Linked DNA regions of Sus scrofa: region 1 is linked to region 2. Evidence: chromatin contacts called from public Hi-C data. All regions are on one chromosome and are shown on one strand. The core of a region is the stretch at or near the end of the contact, and the rest is flanking DNA. Distances in the headings are between cores, read along the strand shown.

The links. A called contact is a pair of places that touch in the nucleus more often than the background predicts.
Region 1: a contact with region 2 is called in a Hi-C map of liver, with 2.7 times the contacts expected there. The contact joins the promoter of KIF13B here to the promoter of EXTL3 in region 2. A contact is called at or near these places in 1 of 47 Hi-C or Micro-C datasets (liver) and 1 of 2 datasets of contacts at active chromatin or transcription factors (alveolar macrophages).

The regions. Positions count from the first base shown.
Region 1 is chr14:13,097,426-13,102,722 of Sscrofa11.1, reverse strand. KIF13B (kinesin-like protein KIF13B) reads left to right here and starts at 2,280. Exons shown (of 40, transcript XM_021072406.1): 1 at 2,280-2,718. The coding sequence starts at 2,295.
Region 2 is chr14:12,435,659-12,440,882 of Sscrofa11.1, reverse strand. It overlaps EXTL3 (exostosin-like 3), which reads right to left and starts at 3,332. Exons shown (of 7, transcript XM_021074090.1): 1 at 3,178-3,332.

The DNA of each region.
Region 1 (5,297 bases), core at 1,031-3,530, 660 kb before region 2:
CAAGGTGGAGATAAAGGCATTCCTAGTTTCTGGCTCTCTCCTCTAAGAATCCTCTGTCCTCACCTCTATTGCAGAGGTCAAAAGAGGGAGAGTGGAGTGAAAAACAGGTTAAAAAGGAGAGCAGCCCACACGGGTGTTTCTCTTGAAAAGCTGACATTTTCTTCCAGTCGAAAGTTTCCAGGATAACTTAAATAATTTTGGAACTTTAGAGAAAGTCCTCACCTCTTCCCTGTTATATGCCCCATCCCCCTTTAACTCCCCAAGGGGCTTCTTCCTCACTGAAATTTGAGCTTAATTTTAAATACAATGTTCCCATAGAAACTGGTCGCCTTCTCTTTTTCTGCCTGCCTTGTTTCTGTTTAAAAAGCTAGATCTGAGCTGACATCTGGCATCGGAACAGGCCTTTTAAAAACAAAATTTACCAGGTTATAAAAGAGATATAAAGTAAACAATGGATGCCCAGGAATCTTGGCACTTTGGGAAACCTTATTTGTTATAACCTGTAGGTGATGAGATGGTTAATAGGAAATCTGCTTAGGACCAGAATACCCAACCCTGGCAATCAGTCTATGGGGCATGGTGAAAGTTTTTTCAACACTAAATCAGAGTATAGGACAATAGTGAAGTTTTTCATCAAGTAAAAGATTTCAACATAAAAATAAATTCTTTGCGACTTTTTTGTTTGTTTAAATGATAGTGATAGTAGATAGCCTTTTTGTGTCCATTAGTTTTTAAATTTGCTTTGTAAAATTAAAAAGCTGACAATCCTAAATTTGTTCTTATTTTGTTTATAGGGTTGTAAAAATGAAAGATTTACAGTACTAAAAACTACTTCTTCAGCTAAGAAGGCCTTTCTGAAACCTCAGAGGAAGTGCTTCTGAGAAAGAAATTCCCTTCCTGTAAAGAGGGGTTTCTGGGGTTGCATTTTCTATTTTTAACCTTTTATTCTACTTTTTATTTTTACTTTTTTAAATGAACTTTTATTGACATACTAGTTTCAGGTGTACAACATAATGATACAATGTTTTACCCTGAGTTGTGGGAAAATATGTAACATAAGCACAATCACAAAGTGTTTGCTTTTTTGTGTCTGGCTCATTTCACTTGGGGTAATGTCTTCCAGGTTCATCCATGTCCTGGTATGTGTCAAAATTACATTCCTCTTAAAGGTATTTTTAACCTTTATGACAACTCTGCTTGTATTGAAGCTCTTTCAACAACAGCACAGTTCGTAAAAGGCCAGTCTTGCAAGCTTTCTATATTTACTCATCTATAAAATGGTTCTGAATTCTGTTCCATCATTAAATATATCCAAGCTCACCTGCCTCTTATAAAGGTGACCATTGCTACTCAGTTCCTATCAGCATTTCCAATATGTAATGTAGGCCCAACATTGCATGTAAAAATCTCCTGATTTTCATGTGCTGGCCAATACCATTATGCCAAATAGAACATATTTGCAGGCAAGAGTTAACATCTCTGCTAGGGCCTAACAACAAGCACATTTTAGTGTGGCTTCATTGATTCATTCATGTAATAAATATTTATTGGGTCTCTACTGCAGGCTAGGCTACACATATAAGATACGGTTTTAAAAACACAAGATAGGAGAGACATAGTTTGCTTTTAACAGCAAAAAGAATGACTAACATTTATTGAGCACTTATGTGCCAGGGAGTTTTTAAAGAGCTTTACCTATACTAACTCATTAAACCTTACAACAATCCTCTAAAGCTAGCACTCTTTTTTGCTGTCATTGTTGCTTTTTTAGGGCTGCACCCACGCATAGGGAAGTTCCCAGGCTAGGGGTCAAATGGAAGCCACAGCTGTTGGCCACAGCCACGGGGAATGCGAGCTGCATCTGCAACTTACACCACAGCTGTAGGCAATGCCGGATCCTTAACCTACTGAGCAAGGCCAGGGATGGAACCCAAGTCCTCATGGATACTAGTCAGGTTCCTTAACTGATGAGCCATCAAGGAAACTCTAGGTTGGCACTCTTATTGTCTTCATTTTACATATGAAAAGGCAAGCGGAGTGGTCAAATCTATTGCCTTGGCACACAGTTGCAAAGTGCTGAGAGTGGATTTGAACCCAGATTGATGCCAGAGCCCAAGGTCTTGACTGGAAGAAAAGGGGATGGGTTGGTATAGGATAACCTGTGGATTTATGAAGACTTCCAAAAGGGGTAATTTTTAACTTGTTTTGGATGATTTCAGCAAACAAGACCAGGTGGGCAATACAAACAGTGGCAATAATTTGAGCCAGGGATCAAACACTAAAATTAGCAGGAAATGAGTCTGAAAGCCATTGCAAGGTCTCGAATGCCATCTATTCAACTATTTTCAGGTGCGGTATCAGCTCATCGACAGTTTATGTCAGCACTAACGGCGGGGGTAAGTAATCAAGGTGTAGCAGCAGACGCGCTTTTGCAGACTCCAGAGAGGGAAGCGCGCCCCGCCCACGACCCCCTTCGGAGACTACAAGTCCCGTCATGCAGCGAGGGAGCGCCGGGAGCCCCAAGGCCAACCCCGCCCCTTCCTCAGACCCCACCTCGGCCCCGCCCCTCCCGCCCGCAGCCCCCTCCCGCCCGGTCAGCCCCGAGGAGTTGCCCGGTGGCCGCGGCAGACGGAAGCCGGAGCGAGAGCCTCGGCGGCGGCAGGATGGGCGACTCCAAAGTGAAAGTGGCTGTCCGGATCCGGCCCATGAATCGAAGAGGTGAGAGCCAAGCCCGCCCGGGTCCGCCGCGGCGGAGGCGGCAGGTGCCTGGCGCTCCCTTCCCTTGGCCACGACCGCCGTGTGGGGTCCGGCCGGCCCCGCCCCTGGAGTCCGTGTTGGGAGGGAGGGCGGCTTGCGCACCCCGAAACCTCGTCCCCCACTGCGCCCGCCCCGCCTGCGCGGGACGCCCCTCCCCTCGCCCGCACAGCGTCCCGGGGCGCCGCGGGCCCCACGTCCCGGCCCGCTGCCCCTTCCGCCGGCGCGCCCGCCCCTCCCCGGCGCCCTTTCGCCCTCCGGTCTCCCTGCCCTTCCAGGAGGGCGCCCGCGTCCCGCGCCCCGGGCTCGCTTCCTCCTTCTCTCCCCGGGCCCCTGCCCTGTGCCCCACCGCGCCTGGGCTCTCGGCTCGCCAGCTGTCAGAGCGGCCCCCGCCCCTCGGGTTCTCACCCTTTGGCTTGGCAGGGACAGTTAGAGACCCCAGGCCCCGACCCTGCACTCTTGAGGTCCGCGTCAGGAAGGAGGGCGGGGAATTTGGTTTACTCCTAAGAAAGCGTTCCAGTGCAAAAATCCTTCCTCTTGGCTTTTCACACTATGTTCCTTAAACTTGGACGGTCATAAAGGCTTGTAAATACTTTGATTGAACTTTGAAGAGTTGGTCCCCTTCCTTGCCCTCTGCTTTTTTTGACTGTTGAGAAAGTTTTGCTTTTGCTTGAAGTCATACTCGTCATCTCTCAACAATAAATAGCTAAGGTGCCAAGATTCTTGTGAAATTGTATCTTTCAGACATTCTCTCAATTCTGCAGGGAGGATAGAGAAAAGCAGATAAATCGAGTACATTTGAAATACTCTTTAGACAGTCAAATGGAATGGAAAAAACACCGACACAACTCTGAAGCTGGGCCTTGACTTTAATGCCTAACTAGCAGCGTGGCTGGGCAGGTTACTTTAAATGAGATATAGTGAAAACACCTCCTATACCGGGCGATGTAGTAGGATCATTATAGTCCCAGAAAATAATTTTTCAATTGTAAGACTCAACTCATCTGAATCATGGGTGCACCAGAATCATTTTCTAAATCGTTTTGGCAACTTCTTCATAATCAAGTGCAGAAATTGTATTGCTTTCTAGTTTCCTTTGTTGTCTTTTGTATATATTGAGATATAACACACAGTCAACAGATTGACATATGCTTTCTTGGTTTGTTCTCTTGGAGGAAGTTGGTTGTTGTGTGTGGTTTTTTTTGTTTGTTTGTTTTTGTTTTTTGAGTTGGTGATTTTCCCTGTCCTTGCTAGGTTGGCTTAAGGCTGAAGAATTTTCCCTAAGAGCTTAATTACTTTAAGTTCTTGCCTTCCGCCATGTTTTGAGTCTTCAGTCTTTGCCTCACTAATTCCACGTTCTGACAAAAGGAGAGAACTTAGATGAACCTGAAAGTTTTGGAAAGCGTCTGTTCTTAAAGTGTTCAGGCAGCTATATTTAAATGCATCTCAAGTTTATTACCATCACAGTGATGGTAAAAACAAAGCACAGAAAACACAACTTACCTGGGATTCGATTCTGAAAGGATGATTTCAGCACATTTAAAAAATTCCCTGTTTACAAAAAACTTGGGAAATGTCAGTGCCAAAAAAGACAGTTAACTCACCAGCACCAGAGACCAATTATCTCAGATAATTAAAGTCCTTCCCTCTTCACCCCCCTCCCACCTTGAGTTTCAGTTTTCCAGGGAAAGTACTATCCTTTTTATTTATACATTGTCATTGATTAGATTGTAATAATTGTCAGTATCAGAGTTTCAAGGGGTGCATAGAATAATATGTTTAGCTGTGGAATAGATGTTAGCTGTTCCTTTGGCTGAACTCACCTTAAAATTAAGGTTTATGCGTAGATCTACTACCCTCTAAATAGAAGTGCATTATTTGTGGTAAAGTCCCTCTTTATTCATTTAGTTCTATCTCTTACCTAGCCTTACATTTCCTGAATTCACAAGGACTTTTCAGTGATTACTACAGGTAATTAAAAGTAGTTCTCTATTTTGTTGTCAAGTAGTCATTTATATAAATCTAGAGGTTATCATGGAATGCAATGTAGTGGAATTCTAAAGCCAGTGATTTTTAAAACTAATGTGTAGAGTTACCTTTAAAAGGCTAAATCAAAGCCATATTCCTTTCTACCAACTTTTTTTAAAAAAATCATTACTTTGACCAGTTATTACTTCTGGGAAAATTAATGTAGTAAATAATAGTATATCATGATGATGAGTGGTAAACTTTTAGTCATAATTGTTTCTCTCTTGGCAGGTTAGTGCAGGAAGCAACCTCAGAAATCCCTCTTCACAAGTGAGAATGAGATGAGAGTGGGTTCCTGGGATGATGTAGTTTTACTCTATAGACTGATACTTGAAATCACATTTGCTACTTTCTGAGGAAAATCTGAAATTTGTGTGGGTTGGGGAAACTTAATTATTTGAACATTAAGCTTTAGGCCCTACCTCAATAACAGCGAGAACTGTAATGGCTAATAAATATGCTTTTGTTGGGAATATTTTTCTTTTCTTTTCTTTTTTTTCTTTTCTTTTTTTTTT
Region 2 (5,224 bases), core at 2,083-4,582:
CTGGGGCTCAGTGACTGCCCTCGCCAGGCCCTCTTCTCGTCCATCTATTCCTCAGATCTTGCCACTTTACCTCCATGACTTTGTTGATGATTTTCCACTCCATCTGGAGCACTCTTCCCCCCGAGTCCTGGCTAAAAGGTTGTCATCCTTGAATGACTATTTTCCAACATTTCCAGACCTTTTGTGTCTCCACCAGGCTAGACTTGCAGCCCGGGGCACCAGGAGGCGGATATCTATCCCATACCACGCACACAGTTCTTTCTCATTATCTGTGGGTTGATTTCCCCAACTAGATCAGCTTCTTGAAGTCAAGGGTTAGATGATTCATCTTTGCATTTCCAGTCTCAGCACAGTGCTAGAGCATTTACTGAATATCTGAATATGAAAAACAGGGTGGTGTTTTTATTATTAGAAAGTTGGAACAGTTCACAGATGATTAATTATTGAGTTAGAATAACTGCTTTCTATAGTCACCCATTACATGACTCTATGATTAGAATTAGTATCATTATATAATGAAGAGGGTTTTAAAATTAGCACTACAAAGGATGGAAGCAAAGGGGAAATACTTCAAGGTACTTTTCTCTAGCCCTTTCTCCCTCCAAAATTATGGGGGAAAGGAGTTTAAATCGAGCTTCTCAGGTCTTCGTGGTTCTTTTGAGATGATTTTACGTCCTTGGTGTCTGAGAAATAGCCTGCCTCCAACATGCACAATTCTGATGACCGGAGACTCAATAAGAGATCATCTTCAAAGCTATTTCTCATGAGTGGGCTAAAGAAATAAGAGCCCTCTTGTACTTAGTAGGTGCTTGCTAAGTATCTGCTCCAGAAATGGATTAATCATGAATTGCTTGTTTGTGTTAATTCCTATAAACAGCCTGTGGCTGGAGGTCAGTGATTTAGTTTACCTGCTTTATAAGCAAGAACTGTGCCAGCTGTGCTGGCTTTGAAATAATCAGGGCATTGAAAGGTTGTAAAAGCAATGGGACAATCCTTTAAATTAACCTAAAGTGAGTATATAGTCATTGCAGTTGATGTGGGAATCATCTGATCTGCTTATTTTTGATGAGCCCATGAATTTGTATTTAAGTTTCTTACTATGGGTGTGTCTTTCCACATGAATCAGTTAAGGCCTTAATTGATGCTTGCAATCTTCTGTGCAAAGTTATCTTCAGCGTATCCTTAAACAGCTCCTTTTAAGCTTCAAACAGTGCCTCTAGTTCTTATGGGTATTGTTGATTATTAATAACTTTCTAGGTTTTGGTTTTAGCTTTAGAGTTTATTGCCACTAAATGAGGACCTCATTCATGGTGGGAATCACTGATGTATACTAGCTAAGACAATTTTTTTCTTGCTTTTAATCTTTTAAAGATTTGTATCATTTAATTCAAAAATACACAATGGGCTTTTAAGTGACTATTAGTGCTAGATTTGCAAAATACAAATATTTTCCAAATAGAAAATATTATACATCGTGAAAAATTCATAATTTCGTATTTGATGAACAACTGACACTTTAGGGTTAAGGATCATTTAAGAATGTCTGCTTGGGAGTTCCTGTTGTGGCTCAGCGGAAACGAACCCGACTAGCATCCACGAAGATGAGGGTTTGATCCCTGGCCTTGCTCAGTGGGTTAAGGATTCAGCGTTGCTGTGAGCTGCAGTATTGGTTGCAGCACCCACTGTAGAACAGTGGGGTAAGAATCCAATTGCAGCATGTAGGGTCAGTGCAGAGGAACAGGTTAGATCCCTGGCCCTGAGTAGAAGGTTAAAGGATCCAGCGTTGCCGCAGCTGTGGCTTGGATTCAATCCCTGGCCCGTAAACTTCCATATGCCACGGGTGCAGCCATTAAAAAAATCAAAGAGGGAGAATCTTACCTTCTTTCCTTGGGCATAGGTGAGGTGTAAGTTGAAAGAATTTTCTTGTTTTTGACTGTTATCTCAAATCAAGAGGTGTAAACAGCAAAAAAAGAAATCCATGCTCATTCACAGAATTTTACATTTGGTAGGAAAAATAAAGGTACTTTGTTCAAACTTCTCACAAGCAGAAATGTTGTAGATCAAAGCTTGCTCAATTTCCTATTGTCTACCTTTGCTATCAGCTAATCCATTAATTAGGATCACATTCACCTGAAGAATATATCTTTTAGGTAGTTTTCTTGCTTGGATTTCACAATTCAATCAACTGACTTTTATTGGAATAGATTATTTGACAGGGTGAGGGTTTCAAAGAAAAATATAACTTCTAATATTTTATTTTATTAGGGCTAGGAATCAAGAACTAAAGTGCTTTCCTGAGCCTTTAGAAATGGGCAAAGGGGAAGTCACCTTAGAATTTCAGGTTTCAGATTGAGATTATTTTAGGGTGGTATTATTGCCAAGGGAAACACTGGGGTAACGCGAAGTGAGACAGAATGGATGGAGCCACACAGTGTGACCCAGAAAACAGGCTGAGGCACACAAACCCCACAAGCTTAAGCTATCCCAGGTGCTCCCATATTCCAGGGCTTTCTATCTGCCAAACTTTATATTTTCAAAAACTCAAACTGTGATATCCTCAAATTAAGGTCAGCTGTGCTGAGGTCCTCAGAGGTGTGGCGGCAGGACTGCTGGGAAGCAGTGTCCTGGAGAGCAATCTTGGGGTGTGGGATAGAACTTGAGGGCACCCACTGGCTTGGATCACAAGACAGCCACCTCCTGATGGCTAAAGGGTGGCAGAGGCAGGTACGACAGATGCCACTCACTAAGAACCCAAAACAGCAGTGTCTCAGGACCCCCATCCACACTGAGGATTCAATCCCTACGGACATTAATTTTTTTCGGAGTTTTCACACAGGCACACATCTGAAGAAACCCAGCCCACACCCATACAAGTTTTTACACATTCTAACCCCACCTCGGAGTTTGTCTATCTTCCCAAGACTGGAAGGATGAACCATGAGCTTGAAATTACTCTAGCACACACTCTCCCAATCAGGCTTCCCAAAGCCCAAGAGAGTCTAGGAGGTCTGGGAGAATGAGACGGAAACAAAAGAGTTTTGAAATAGATTGCTTCACGCAAACCTGGCTGCTCCACCTCTAATCGTTAGCAACGGTAAGACTACTCCTGTTGGCATTATTAAGAAAAGACTTCACCCCCACCCCCCAAAAAAGGACGGTCCGAAAGAGCACCCCTACCTTACTACACCGCCAGGTGGACCAGACTCCGAGGCTGGAGAGGGTGCGAGGTGAGCCGGGGTAGCTGAGGGCGGGAGTGGAGCACCAGCCGAAGACCGCGGCGGGCCTGGCCCCGCCCCCAGGAGCCCCGCCCCTCGGCCTCCCGCAAACCCCTCGGGCCCGGCAGCAGCAGCCCCTGCTCGGTTACCTCCCGAAGTGAGGACCCGAGCGCCCGGTGCATTGTGGGGAGCGGAGCCCGCCGCCGAGCCTGCGCTGACCCCTGGCGGGCGCTTCCCGAAAGCCGCCCCGGGCTCGAGGATGAGCCTGGGGAACCGGCCTAGGGAGGGGCAAGGCCGGGCACTTGGGAGGGACTGCAGCCAACTAGTCTGCGACGCGTGTCGCTCCCATCTCAAAGAGAAAAATAAACAGATGCTTTCAGAGTGCCTGGGGCCCCTCTCTAGTGGTGACATAAGTGCAAAACTAAGCAACTTTCGGTCTAGGAAAAGCTTTTCAAGCTAGGAAAAATAATTTTAAAATTGTACAGCTTAATGACATCAAGATTATGAAAAAACTTGCACCCTTGGTTTTTCGTTCTGGTGAAACCACAGACTGGTTCAATCTGTCTGGAGAGTATCAGTAAATGGGACAGGAAATACGAGATTGTGCAATAGAGGACTTTCTTTTCAGGGTGTATACCTCAAGGAAATACTTCAAATGGAGTAAAAATAAATTATACAAAGATATCCACAGTGAGAAATTAGGAAATAACAAAGTAATAATATGTAAAATGCAGAAAAATAATGCTATTTAAAGAAGAATATGAATGTCATCACTAAGTTGAAATATTTCTTCAAGTAATATTAAATGAAAAACACAGAATCCAGAGTTCTGTTGTGGCTCAGCCAGTTAAGAACTGGAGTAGTCACTGTGAGGTTGTGGGTTCCATCCCTGGCCTCCCTCAGTGGGTTGAGGATTCCTTGTTGCTGCAAACTTCTGTGTAAGTCTCAGATGTGGCTTGGATCTAGTGTTGCTGTGGCTGTGACGTGGGCAGCACCTGTAGCTCCAATTCCACCCTTAGCCTGGGAACTTCCGTATGCTGCAGTCGCCACCCTAAGAAGAAGAAAAAGAAAAGAAAAGAAAAGAAAAAAAAAACCATAGAACCCAAGAAAGTTTGTGACCAATGATTATAACTATGTGAAAAGATATGTGATGACATGTAAAAAGAAACTTTGGAGTAACGTAAATTTTTTTTTTTTTTTTTTTTTTGGTCTTACCTAGGGCCGCACCCACGGCATATGGAGGTTCCCAGGTTAGGGGGTCTAATTGGAGCTGTAGCCAGCCTATGGGCCACGGCTTACAGCAACACTGGATCCTTAACCCACTGAAGGAGGCCAAGGATCAAACCCACAACCTCATTGTTCCTAGTCAGGTTTGTTAACCACTGTTCCACGACAGGAACTCCTGGAGTAATGCAAATATTTTAGAGTTTAATGTGATTTAAGGTTCTTTCATTTCTATTGAATAATTTAAACATTTCTAATTTGTGGGGAATGGTTCTAATTTTGGATGGCATTGCATTTTTCAATTTTTCTTCACAATACATGATTTTTTAAAAAGTTGTCTAAAGAGAAACAAATTCTGAGGTTTTAGTGAACTAAGAGAGTTTTGCTTATATGCAAACCATAGGGGGGCACCAAAAAAGTAATTATCTTAGGGAGGGTATTTTGTTTGCTAGAGTTTCAAACTTCCCACAGACTGGGTGTCCCGAACAACAAAAAAATGTATCATCTCACTGTCTGGAGGCTAAAAGTCTGAGACCAAGGGGTTGCCAGGATTGGTCCCTTCTGAGAGCTGGGAGGGAAGAATCTGTTCCACCCACTCTCTTGGTTTTGCAGATATCTGTCTTTAGTTAAATAGTCTTCACCCCGAGTGCATGCCTGTGTACAATTTCCCCCTCTTATGAGGACACCAATCATACTGGCTTAGGGGCCCAACCTACTCCCGTATGACTTCATTTTTTTGGCTGCACCTGCAGCATATGCACATTCCCAGGCCAGGGATCAAATTC